Regions from separate parts of the Takifugu rubripes genome. Here region 2 is linked to region 1. A link is a contact called in public Hi-C data. All regions are on one chromosome and are shown on one strand. The core of a region is the stretch at or near the end of the contact, and the rest is flanking DNA. Distances in the headings are between cores, read along the strand shown. Region 1 holds the start of snx29 (sorting nexin 29). Region 2 holds the start of ercc4 (excision repair cross-complementation group 4).

Evidence for each region. Hi-C and Micro-C count contacts between places; a contact is called where the count stands out from the background.
Region 2: a contact with region 1 is called in a Hi-C map of muscle, with 2.1 times the contacts expected there. The contact joins the promoter of ercc4 here to the promoter of snx29 in region 1. A contact is called at or near these places in 2 of 2 Hi-C or Micro-C datasets (muscle and an unstated tissue).

What each region holds. Positions count from the first base shown.
Region 1 is chr1:10,063,382-10,069,932 of fTakRub1.2, reverse strand. It overlaps snx29 (sorting nexin 29), which reads right to left and starts at 2,767. Exons shown (of 21, transcript XM_011604789.2): 1 at 2,323-2,767; 2 at 1,816-1,880; 3 at 1,271-1,323; 4 at 785-909. The coding sequence starts at 2,329. It overlaps LOC115250495 (transmembrane protein 238-like), which reads right to left. Exons shown (of 2, transcript XM_029839209.1): 2 at 4,683-6,018. The coding sequence ends at 5,974.
Region 2 is chr1:10,252,293-10,259,062 of fTakRub1.2, reverse strand. ercc4 (excision repair cross-complementation group 4) reads right to left here and starts at 1,377. Exons shown (of 10, transcript XM_003961351.3): 1 at 1,076-1,377; 2 at 564-744; 3 at 1-179. The coding sequence starts at 1,252.

The sequences.
Region 1 (6,551 bases), core at 1,518-4,017:
AGCCAATTTTCTCCAAGCTAGGTGGGTGGGTGTGTGTGTGTGTGTGTGTGTGTGTGTGTGTGTGTGTGTGATCCTCAAAAATTTAGGGGTTGTACAAGCAAAGCAAGGACATTCTGGTATAGGATGTGTATGTATGTGTGCGTGTGTGTGTGTGTGTGTGTGTGTGTGTGTGTGTGTGTGTGAGTGTGTGTGTGTGTGTGTGTGTGAGTGTGTGTGTGTTTCACAATGAGAGGGTCAGCAGCAGTTTTAGCCTGGCTAAATTTGAGTTGCTAATTTGACCTGATCTCATCAGACCAGCAGGTAGAAATAGAAAATTACACACACCCAAATGAGTTAAGATTATTTTTGGTTTTTTGTACATTATTGAGTATCTTGAAAATATATATCTAACTGTAATTTGATTTAGTAGTCTATAAAATGTACCATATTTAGCTGTACCATACAATATTTAGCGAACTGTTCAACTTTAATTTCTATGATGATGTCACACCGCAGTTCTATTGTCTTACTTGGCTTAATCAGAATATATTTAAATTCTGGAGTCAATGTAGAGCTGAAAAGCAAGTTTATAAGTTCCCGACAAACCCTGGAGGATGCTTCCCTTTAAATTGACCTCAGCAAGCATAGCCAAAGAGGAGCCTTTTATCTAACTTGTGTTTACCCACTCAGTGCTTAATCAATGCATTTGAATTAGAATATAATGCTAAAGTGCCGCCACTTTATTTGCACTTAAGTGGAGCATGGGCAACAGTGAGCAGCAGTGTTTTGAGATCAGCATTCGTACCTCCTTCGTTCTTGCTGCTGAGACCGGCAGCCTGTTTGAGGGCAGCGGCGGTGAGAGCCAGGCCTCGACTCTTCTTCAGGCCATGCTGCAGCACGGCTTCAAACTGTGCACACAGACAGATGACCCTGAGCAGAGGGGGGAGACAGTAGTGCATGAGGAGCTGTATGCATATACGAACCTGAGTAGTTCAGGAAATACGATTTTTATCATAACTAGGTCGCAAAATACTGATACACTCATCAGATTATACCATTCGTTTTAACAGATCTCTGGTATTTTATCATGTTTGTAAAGTCCCATTTTTATATTCTAAAAAAATGAGGTATAATATGAAGCAAGAATTGAATACACAGCTAAAAGTGACCTGAAACTAAAAATAGTTTAAATGGAGAATAAAAGCAGTAATAATAGTGCTGTTTTACTTTATCACCCATGATGGGTAAAATAGAAATAATTAGAACAATAACAACAGGCAGCATCTTTTACCTGCTGTCTGAGTCTGTGGCGATTTCCTTTCTCCCTCCAAAGCGTATTTGGCACTGGAAAAGCACGAGAATGTTCACCAAATAGTCAGCACTCACGAAACAGGATCCTAAAGACTGCAGCTGATGCAGACATACAGCAAACTCAAGCAGCACAGTTTGACCAGTGGCTGGAACATTTGGAACAGTAATTACAGTCACATGTTGTCAGGAGAACGAGCAACTTTGTGCCATTCTAAAAAAGTAAGCAACTGTGAATGCGGTGTCTACCCGCCATATCTTCATTAGCAGATTCAGATGGTTTTACTTCCTCTACTGCTGGGGGTGGGGGGGGTGGGGGGGGGGGGTTTCCCAGGACAAACAGGAACTAGAAGCTGTATTTTGGTCAAATCTTTTGTTGACCAATAATCATTTATGGTGCAGAAAGAGATAGATGAAAATATCCTTAAAAATGAAATGTTTTTATATTATAAACATATTCTGACTTTAAAAATGGTTTAATTGAGCGTGGTTTCGGAAAAAAAAAACCATAAGTATGAGGCGGCTCACCTGTTTGACAGCGTCCAGCAGCCTCTCCAGGAGGTGCTGTCTCTTGGCATCACTCTGCTGAGTTTCTGCTGAAGTTGACATGAAACAAATTCAGTTTGCTGACATGTTTAGTTGATCCCTGTGACAGAAGCACTTGGTCCGACAGAACAGCATCTGAGCTGAGCAAAACCACTTTAGAGTAATGACAGTGATGCTTATCACTGATTTCATTATGTTGTTATTATCAGGATATGATGTGAGTTGATTTATGGGCAAGACAAGTTCTTCATTTGCTTCAATCTAGAAATGAATTTTACAGGTCATTTTATTTACTTGTCTTAGCATCAAAAGTACATAATTTCCAGAACGACGTTTTAATGCTATTGTTAAAGTGGTATATCCATTGGTGATACTCAAATTTCAACAAGCCATTTTCCAAGAGTCTGAGATCAGAAGCTAATAGATCAGTTTCAAAGTAAATTATGTCACTTGAACGAGTGGCAAAGTGAATAAAATAGCCAAACTCACCGTTCATCCCGACTGTCACACTCCGTTACAGAGACGGTCAAACATGTGACCTGTCCCCGGTGCAGCTGGAGGACCAGAGGCTAGCTAAACACCGGGGCCATGATGTCTCTGTGGCCGAGCTGGACCCGCCCAACCGCGGCGCGAAGACTGATGCTCACGCGGTGAACAGAGAGGCCTGCCGGTGGTTAGGGTTAGGGTAGGGTTTTCGCAGTCTTCCGCAGCCTGGCAAGCAAACCTTGTACAAAACCCCCCCCAGAAATATAAACCGCCTCACAAAATTAGCCTGGGTGTGCATTCAGATAACCCCATTTGAAGTTTTGAGGGGAGAAATGCAAAGGAAATGAGTTAGCAGAGAGTAGCAGAGCTAAACTGAAACGCTGAACTGAAGTGACTGAGCCGTATCGCAGTCACGTGACAAAACACACACATGTCACATGGGAGGAAGTTCGCGAAGGGAGTTGTAGTCCATTATTAACTTTGAACAGTTATTAAAAAACTGACTAGTGGATGTGTACAATTAAAACAAAACAATCCGAATTTGAGGAAGTGGATAATGGTCTCTTAAAACTTTGCACACTGTTAACTGCTTTACTTCTGTAACTTATTTTCCTTATCAGCTGGATCATTGCAGAAAATATACAGTATTAAAATATGTAGCTTGAAATTAAAATGGAATGACTACTTCTACTGCAATAGCTGTACAACAGTACAACATTGCATAATACCATAGCATTGTAGAGTATAATACAAAATAAGAGGTGTCTATCAATGGTAAATACACTATACATTGTACATAATTCACTTTTAATAGTTTTACTTTATATTTTAGTGCCAGAAAATTTATTTAATATCAAATATGAATTAAATTCCAGGTAAAATGTCTGATTTACACAGCATGCATATATAAATACATATAGCTTTTAAATATGAAACTATCTGTGCTGTCCAGAACAGTATAACATACCTTTGATTGTATTTTTCGATAACTATTGCAATAATTCAATTTGAATGTACTTAGTCGGAAAATGACAGCAGAATTTTCTTTCATGGATGACTTTTGTTCCATCATTTATTTATGTTTTTTTAAAAGGCATCTTTAGTTTGTCTTGTTTTTCAATCCTGCAATTGTCCACATTAAGGAAATATTTTAATATCCAACACATCAGCACATTTTTACCTGCAGCTAAATTACTGGACATGTCACTGCACTTTTCTTTGAGCTATTTATTTGTATAATTGTACTGGTGAAACTTTTCTGCTGCAGGTGAGGCTTGAACTCACAATCTCAGCATCACTCTGCAGGTTACTGTTGTATAAGCACCACTGGGGCTGGGGGTCAAACGTGATATCCTGTCACTGATCGCTGTGATGCGTCACCTGATCTCTGTTTAGAAACCTCATGCAAACCATCTGTCCCACATGCATTTGTCACCATACACCTTAATCACATTAGTCCCCCAAACAGGGAGAATCTGAGAATCATGACAAAGATCTCAGGGCAGCCAACGGGCCTCAGCAGTCATAAATGCTGCTGTAACTGTTGTGGCATCAAAACACTAGTGGGCAATACTTTTGATTTGTAGGCTCACAGCTTTCTTAGTTTATTGCTCCCGTCACACTGCTCTGGGGGGTTTACAGCATAAATAACTGAGACAAGTTGCCTAACTGGTAAAACCTGGCTGCTCCAGATGAGGCTTGAACACACAACCTCAGCATCTCCCTGCAGGTTACAGTCTCGCAGGTACCAGGAACTGACCAGTGACACCACTAGAGCTGATTGGGGTCAGGTGACATGGTGAGGTTGGCCTTTGCCTGGACCAGCTTTAACCTGAGGTAGTGTGCCTCTGAAGTTGCACTCAACATGATGAAGCATCCTCACAATATAATAAAACACTGTGGGGAGGCTGTGACCCGTGACACAGGAAAACAGGCAGCACAGGAGATGCACGGCCTTGGTTGTCTGCGGAGTGAGATGATGTTGAACCAGCTCCAGTTTGCTGAATCATGATAAGAACACAGTACTGGTCTGCTCCTGTGGTGAAGCTGGTCAGCAGGTGCTACTTACCAGCAACCTGACAGCAAGTGTGTCTTTGCCATTTAACTAGAACGTTTGAAATGAATCATTTGGAATGTAAAACATTGGAGTAAATTTCTCGAAGTAGAGTTTAGGAATTTCAAAGGTTGAATTAAGAAAGCATGGTTTTGTGTTTTATGGTCTGTCAACTGCATAGATGGGAGTGTGAATGGTGGATGAATGCGTGTATTTAATCTTACTTTCTACTCATTTCTTTTTTTGAATAGTACAGTCTTGATTTCTCATAAAATTTGTTTTGTTCTCTGTACATTGACAATATAGTAAATCTGATCTTATCTGTTTTTATTCTACTCCAGGACATCCACATTCTGAGTAAGCACATTACAAAATAGTTTTTTTTGGAGAAATGCATCACTTATTTTTTTTTTTAAAAGTACATTTAATTAACAATTTTTAAATCTCAATATAAACATGCAGTAATTTCCAGTCGTTGGTCAGCTGTACCACATTCAACCACAAGAGGTCAGATTTATGCATCTTATGTTTTTTTCTTGCTTAGATTCTGATCACTAGTTTTTCATGCTAGTGACACGTTAGATTCCTGCCAGAATAAAGCAAATATATCACGGAGAAAAATTCCTTTAGATATTTTTATGTTCTAAACATTAGTAACAATAAGGAAATGAATTAAAATTGGAATGTTGCTCAAAGCTTTCACTGGTAGAAAAAATAACAACTTACAAACAACATTTTCTCCTTTTCAGACCAACTCACAATAAATAAAATATCACGATCTGTTCTGTATCTTTCCTTTGTCTTTAATAAAGTGATTTTCAAACAGAATTACTAATAGATTGAAATGCTGAACTGAAAAACTACTGTGCAAAATTCATTTGGAAAATGTAAACAATAGGTCATAGGTCACACAGTCAAATCAAAATAAACAATACAACAGAGTAAATCAATGATGCATTCAATCATTGACAAAGGAAAGTAAATCACAATTTAAGTCACAATTTGTCATTCCATAACGTTTAGTGCAGTTCTTTTCCCAGTCATTCCCTCCATTCACATACAATAACTTTGCAGTATAATTCATGTCAGCGTTGTCCAAAAAAATTGGAACAAATTGAACATTTACATCTTTAGGCGAACAAACAGTTGATCCAGCATTATTATGTAGAACCACTGAGCAGTCTGTTGTCCAGCTTTGCTCTAATGATTCAGTGAGCAGTTACCATCATACAGTTTAAACAGCCAAATCGATCAGCAGAATTATTGGCAGATAAAGTGAACCATGCTGAGTATTGACTGCAGAGCACTGACGCTCTCTACAAACATGCTCACCACGACACCAAGACAGCAGGTTTATCCGGCTGAAGAACAGCCCCTGAAGCATCCATCTGGGGTCAAAATTCACCAGATTTAAATGCTATTTGTCCCAATATGGAATATTTTTACACCCCAAATTTAAGAATAAGTAAATGACTCATGGATATTAGTTAAACTTTAAAATACATTTATGAGGCTCTGGAACTTGACAGCAAGTCATTTTTGGTGATGTAACAGTCCTTACTGGGAATGCAGGGGGTATTAAATGTTGTTCAGGTTAGTTTTCAACATGAATGTGAGGATCCAGGATTCACTGGCACAACACTCACCTAGAAGATGCAGAGAAAATCATGAATAATAAAATAAAATATAATAAAAAGTAGCTGACAGCATGACACAACACACCCTGGGCCAAAAAAGTGAGGGACAGACCTCAGAGCCAGGGTGTTTTCCAAGTTTTTAAATATTAACGTTGTTAAATCTCCGCTTTGTGGAGACACCTTTTTAAAATAATGGCATGTTTATATTATATGTATCTGTAGAATAAATAATTAAATAAGCGTGAAAAAAAATCCACAGTGTAAATAAGACTGGAACTGTATTCGTGTGAATGTAAAATGTTTATATTCACACAAATACAGTAACAGACAAATGATTTGTCTATTTACAGTCATCGTGTCTCGACTGTATAAATCCCAGCCGCTTTATTATGCCATGCAAAGTTCCCATCTTATCTGCCAGATAACGACATATGAGCCTTATCTGAACGAGCCGTGAAAGTTGTCTAATTATTACCAGTGAGTGAAATGCAAAATGAGCAGGAACAAAGAGAACTTCAGGGTCGGTGTCTCTGCAGGATCAT
Region 2 (6,770 bases), core at 128-2,627, 190 kb before region 1:
TTTCTTGACAAAGAGGTTCCTCATCACACGTTCCACCTGGCAGAATCCAGAAGAGAATGCGGTGGCTTTGTCCGTGAAAGCTTTAATGAAGCCCGTCTTGTTCTTCTGTCTAAACAGACGAAGGATGAATGCCTCCTGACACGACTCAATGATTTTATGAGCACGATACACCAGGATTCCTGAGGGGCAGTACAAAAGATGGTAGTCTAATTTCAAGCACTACTAGTGAATGGTAACAATGATGCAAATAAATTCAAAAAGATAACATTTAAAACAGCTTACTACTCCTCTACCATGTATAGTAAAGTCAACATCTTATACTCTGATAATTTCCTCATATTACATTAATTATTTGGGCTGTTGGACTTCTGTTCTCATAGTGTACTTGCAAATGGATCATGCGCTGTGATGCCAAGGTTATAATTTTTACTTTGAAAGCTCCCAACCAGCAAAAATTACAGGATGTTAATTTTAGAAACCAAAAAATGCAAAATAATCTCATGAATACAAAATATGACAGAAAAGTTGCTCTTATTATTATTATTATTATGATGTCTTCTGACCTGTTATGAGCTGAGCAGGGATGCGGTCCGTCAGGAAGTCGACCACAAGAATTCTGCTGGTGACAAAAAGCACTCCTCCTTCAGTGTAAACATTATAGCGCTCAGTGTTCTGGATGTCACTGGTTACTGTCCTGGGCAGGTGGGTCACACCCTCCATACGCAGCTGCTCAGTAAAATACTCCTGTGGGCAAAAGGCTACACTTAGAGGAAGGATCTAAATTATATTGGTTGGTTAACAATGACAGTGTAAGGATCGATTTTCAACTTATACCCGACAGTGTGAGTACCATAGCAACCGTAGTAAAGCCATAGAGTTGTCATTCCTGAATGAAATAAAGCCATCACATATCTGCTGCGGTCAACTATGCTCATGACTTAGTGGTTCATTGTTGTCTGTGTGGTAAAATAAAATAATAACGTTTTCATCCAAACCGATTTGCATTATTTCACTATTCTTCAAAAAAAACAACCTCCTGTAACTAAAAAAGGCCCGTGTGTAGTAATGAAGGTACCTGTTCAGGTGTGGTCGTGTTGAGCAGAAGGACCAGGCTTCCCTGCTCTGAGTAAACCCGCATGAACTGCAGAAGGATGCGGTCAATCCCCATCCCCTCCGCCACTACCACAAGTCCATCACTACCAAACAGACTGAGAAACATCTCGGTTTCAAACTCCAGCAATGGACCCGCCATGTTAGCAGAGCTTTTTCTGCGAAAAAATATATTTGCTTTCGTTTAAAAACACATTAAATGTCAGCTAACTGTACCAGGCACCATTGAAAGGCTACAGTTATCTAATGTTTTGAAAAGGCATCCGGTCATGTGACACCAAAAACGTTCACAAAAACTACACATTCAGTAATGATGCCTCTGCCGCCGCCCAGCGGCACGGAGTAGTACAGCAGCTAAAAAATAGCTCAGCATAAAACACATTTAAATGGAAATTATTGGGTTTTTTCGCAGTTTTGATTTTGTAAACAAATCGTGTTCTGTTACTTTCTATACAAGTAAAATTTACAAATTCTTGAAAATGATTTCAAGAATGTGTATCAAACTCAAGGTGGGACCAGTGATTTGATTGAGCTGCAATGTGGGGCGAAAAAAACACAATGGTAAAAGAAAATGGATCAACTAAATCAATCAGGTAGTACCATCCAAAATGGAAAATAAAATAAAGTAGGACAATTTCGGAAAAGTGGACATGGACCCCAGAAAAAAGGGCATCAGATGCATAACTGCTAATGAGCCCATGTCACTATAAACAATTAAATTTATCCATATTTTATAATATTGTGACAATAAACTTTGGAGGCCCTCAGCCGGAAATGTTTCTGGTACATCAATCAAGTACATACCAAGTATCAGTAAAGCCGTGGGTGATGACCTACAGTCTTTAGGTGTGTTGCTCAGATGCTGTGTAGAATGCTGAGTCACAATATTTCCAGTGTCTGTGCTAACAAGTACCATCATAATAAGTTATTATGATTTTATTATTCAGTCAGCACAGCGGCTGTGGACATTTGGACAGGGGCACTGGCCCCTGTAGGCCCCATTTAGAGTGTGTGTCAGCCAACATCTCTGTGGCGTAACAGAGAAGAGGTCTGTGTTCATGAAAGACAACGCACAAGCACCAACCGCTCATCCCTCATCTCACTCTCACAGGCAGACTTCCCCATCGTAGATTTGACATTTATGAATACAAACAGGTTCCTGTGACCTCTAAATCTCATTTCTTGTAATGGACATGTGTTTTGAAGAACGCTACATGGCTGACTTTAAATATCTGGACAATAACCTAATTAATTCCAATGTTATTTTCCGTGAAATGATTCAACGTTGCCCTCAAAAACAGCTATAATTAATACACTGGAGTGAGTGTGAACTTTCAAAAGACAGATTTGGAAATTAATAAGCACATGAATTAATGCCCCAACAGACTGTCTCCTCCATCACTGATGAATTTAATTAATATCGTCAACACGTCAAAGATAAAAAAAATATGAAAAATTCATGCTGCCAAAGCTCTGAGCAATTCACAAATGTGCACCCACAATTAGACTGCCACAATAATCCAAATGTGAAACTACAGAATAGATGCACCAATCTATCGTGGTGGATTTGCGCCTTCGATTATGCAGCCAGGATCAGCCGACGTGAAAACAAGCCCAGTGACAGGTGAATGATTGACAACTATGCAGACAGAGCGACGGGTGGCTCCCTCTCCAAAAAGTCTGCAAACTTGTCACATTTCAGAAAGTCCTCACACAGTATCGCAAACGCTGGATTTTCGCAACGACCTGTAATATGTGTCTTTGAGTGAAATTCCTGACAAACTGCAGACATGCTGACTCAGGAGATACAGTGAGCGGGGAAGTTTAGAAAGCGCAGACGCTCTAAGATACACATCTACACACCTAAGATAACCCTGGAGGGAGCCAAGGCCGTGAAGCCGCCTCGCCTCTCCAGTGTGACACCGTGCAAGGTTCAACCCAACAGGCATCATGGAAAACTTGGAGGAATCGTTTCCAGCAGAAAAAAAAATTGAAATCTGACACTGCGGTTGCCTCAGAAATAGGAGGATTGAATCTTATATGTCCCGATAGCTGAGATTTGCCTGAAGTATGCACTCCATTACCCTTTTGTACATCTGTTGTGGGGTGTATGTCCTAAAGCGCATACATTAATTATAGCGATGTCATCCATTTGTGCTCTTGGCGGCACAGTCGATGTGCCATACCTTCTACTGCGCCAACAGCTGTTGGAAAAATCATGACGCATGATGGGACTGAGGGAGTACAGAACATCGGGTACATCTCCTCTCCCTTGAACTGCATCTAGGCTTCTGTGTACCAGCAACACGCTGCAAATCAAATGGGCGCAGAAGGAAATGAGGGCAATTTGATCGAAGGACATTTGATTGTGGTCGAGGAAGCAAATGATGTTGCTGAAACTTGTTCTTGTGCTGCTGTTTCACTATTCCTGTGTGTTTTTGTGGCTCTCTACTACTGCATTTTTTCTCCCATTCTGATGGTGTCTAACGGTTTCTCGCTAACACGAATCTATCAGCAGCTCTGACCTAATGTGGGAGAGTTAATGCAGGAAATAAGATCCTGATGGTAAATCTTTCTTGTGAATTTAGGCCAGTGGTCTTGTCAATGCAGAGCCTCCAAGCTGTGAGCTCTGCAGCATCAAATCAATGGTTGATTCCCAAGAAATTATCAGGTGGTTTGTTAAAGCAACAACACAACTATCAAGACATAATCCATTTTACCCCTCTTTCCATCAAGTCTAGTGCCATCTTTGTTAAAATGTGTACATTACTATTAGAAAGTATATGAATTAATTATGAATGCGTAACTCCAATTTGCTTTGTTGTGGGAGATTTTTGAGTCAAACATACTCATATCAGTCACAGAATGTCTCCAGTGCTTTATTTTACAGAAGGATCTCCATTCATTTCCAACAAAGTTACTTCACATCTCAGTGACGGTAAGAGAGCGAAGCTAAAACTTACAAAATGATTAACAAAAGACGGGATTTATTTATGGTGATAAATCGATGCAGTGCCACAGTTTGACCTATAGAGGACAGTAAAGCGCTGCTTTTGTCTCGCGTCAGAGGTGTCCAAATCTAGGAAGGACTGGTCGTCTGCCACTCCTCAAAGATCGGACTGCAACTTCAGCTCGGGATAAAAACATGAGGCATGCAGCTGGGATAAACAAAGAAGCAGCAGCAGCAGAGAGAGAGAGCATAACTATTTCTCTTGTTCTTAGACTTCTATGGTATGTAAATTCAATGACATGATGCATAAATACATTCGGAGGAACCAGCGCGTTTCTATTCTGCAATTGTTGGCAGGTGTGAAGGGAAATGCACTAGGAAAAGAGTCAAATCTGCTCTAATTTGCATAAAGATGAGTAAAAGTGTGTGTTTGGCAGCTGAAGCGCATCTAGACATTGTGGTGTGTTGGAAATGAGAAGGGAATAGTTTGCAATTAATAGCAGGCTGCAAGTCAAAAATAAGGTATTTAATGCAGCCCGCATGACTGTATGTGTAAGTGAGGGACACACACACATACACATGCGCACAAAAAAAACCCAACTAAAGGTCTGTCACATCCTCCCAGGCCTCATTAGCAAAAAAGAGAGACGCAGCAGGGTTTTGTTGTAAATGGAGGGCTGTGCCTGAGAGCAAACTCTGCTCGGAGGGCCAAACTCAAAGCCTCTAGCACGCACGCACACACACACACACACAAAGAGTGAAGAATAGCATCCTGCTGAGAGTCGCATTAGAAAATTGATGCCAGTTCCATTTTGGCAATTACCAGACCAGGACGAGTCATCAGTTAGCAAAGCACAGGAACTGGAATAGAACCAGTCAGAGAAGCTGTCCTTGCTGTGACAAAAACTAGCCAAACTACCAATTCATTGTAAATCAATCATTTTAGAGAGTGTTAAAGATTCCCTATGGCCTGTGGCTCTACTGACTTGAAAGATCAGCTATTGTATGTTGCAGGTTCCAGCCCATATGGTCGCCCACCCACTCAGCTGCAACACATGGATCAAACACGCCACAGAGAAGAACTCTGTCTCTTCTGTAGAAATATCAACAATAATAACGCTGAGAGCTACCTTTGGGATGGACTCTAATTTAATTGCCACATTGTATCCCAGAAGCTTTACAAATTCAGGATTTTTCACTTTGAAAACAACAAACTCCAGTTTTCACAAATGTACCATGAGCTCTCGGATTCCACTTCGGGTTGAAACGAGCACCTCTGGGTCACTCAGCTTCTGTGTGACTCACTGAAAGCTTTTCAATGCTGAGAGCAGTCACGAATTTAGAAAATGGTGCGAGCGGAGCTTCGGTTTCACTGGAAATAAAAAGTATTCCAGTCGTTCAGAAGATGGCTGCTGCGGGCTTGACATGCATTTCAGGCTGTCCTGACCCCTGTTGCTTCTGCACCTTTGTGAAATCTGACCCTGGACCAAGTGGAGCAGCTGAAACACAACAAACAATCATTTCTGAATGCAAAATGTTTTATTAGTCACATTTTTATTAGTCATTCTCACATCAGCGACAAACCAGGACAGCGAGCAAGAAAACTATTAATCATTATAAATGATGCCCTAAAGAAGAGACAACACTTTCCCCCGAGAAACACACAAAGTAGAAAAATGTCTAACCCATACAGATCCTACCTGATTAAACATGTCAAGCATTCAAATATAATTGTGGTATTAGCGACAAGAGCCCTTCCAGGTCAACCATCACCATTTATCATTTTATGATGATAACATTTATATAAATACACCAGACACGTTTGTCCAACAATTAAATTCTGATAAAATAAGATGTATTCCTGCCTGTCTGATGCCTCAGACTGGAACGGGATGGATGGATGGATGGATGGATGGCTGGATGGATGGATGGATGGATGGATGGATGGATGGATGGATGGATGGATGGATGGATGGATGGATGGATGGATGGATGGATGGATGGATGGATGGATGGCAGCAGCAGGAAATATGCACCAATCTGTATGATGTCACATCCAAGCGTGAAAAAGTGATATTCGTTAGGAAAAAAGAGGGATCGAGGCGGAGACATGACATGACAATCACAGGAAGTAAAGACATGTATTTGTTCCCACCTGTAGCGGTCGGTGAACCCACATAAAGGCTGGATTTGTATGAATAATTCAGGGAAGCAGGCTAAAGCAGAGCATTGTGTCAGAAGGTGACAGGTAGAGAGATGTTCACGGAGGGTGACAGTGATGTGTTATGGAGGCTGATCTGTGTGAGTGTGTGTGTGTGTGTGTGTTAGAGCCATGATTTTCAAAGCAGACATGTACAAAATCACATGAGTTCCCCTCAGGAGCCATCACACACAGATTGTGGTCGTTTTATTTTTATCATTTCCTCCCAATGTAGCATGCTTACACACACACACACACACACACACACGCACACACACACACACACACACACACACACACACACACACACACGGACACACTCACACTCACACACAAACCCCAAATCCTGGTACAACAGAGGCCTGTTATCGACCAGCGGCACCTGAGATCTGCTACTCCGCACTTCCTGGACTGGAGCTACAGAGGAGGGGAAGAACACGACCGAACCAAAGAAAGGTAGCTGAGATCAAGCCAGCTCAAAGTCCGATTTGATGTCTGGCAGCGAGGCAG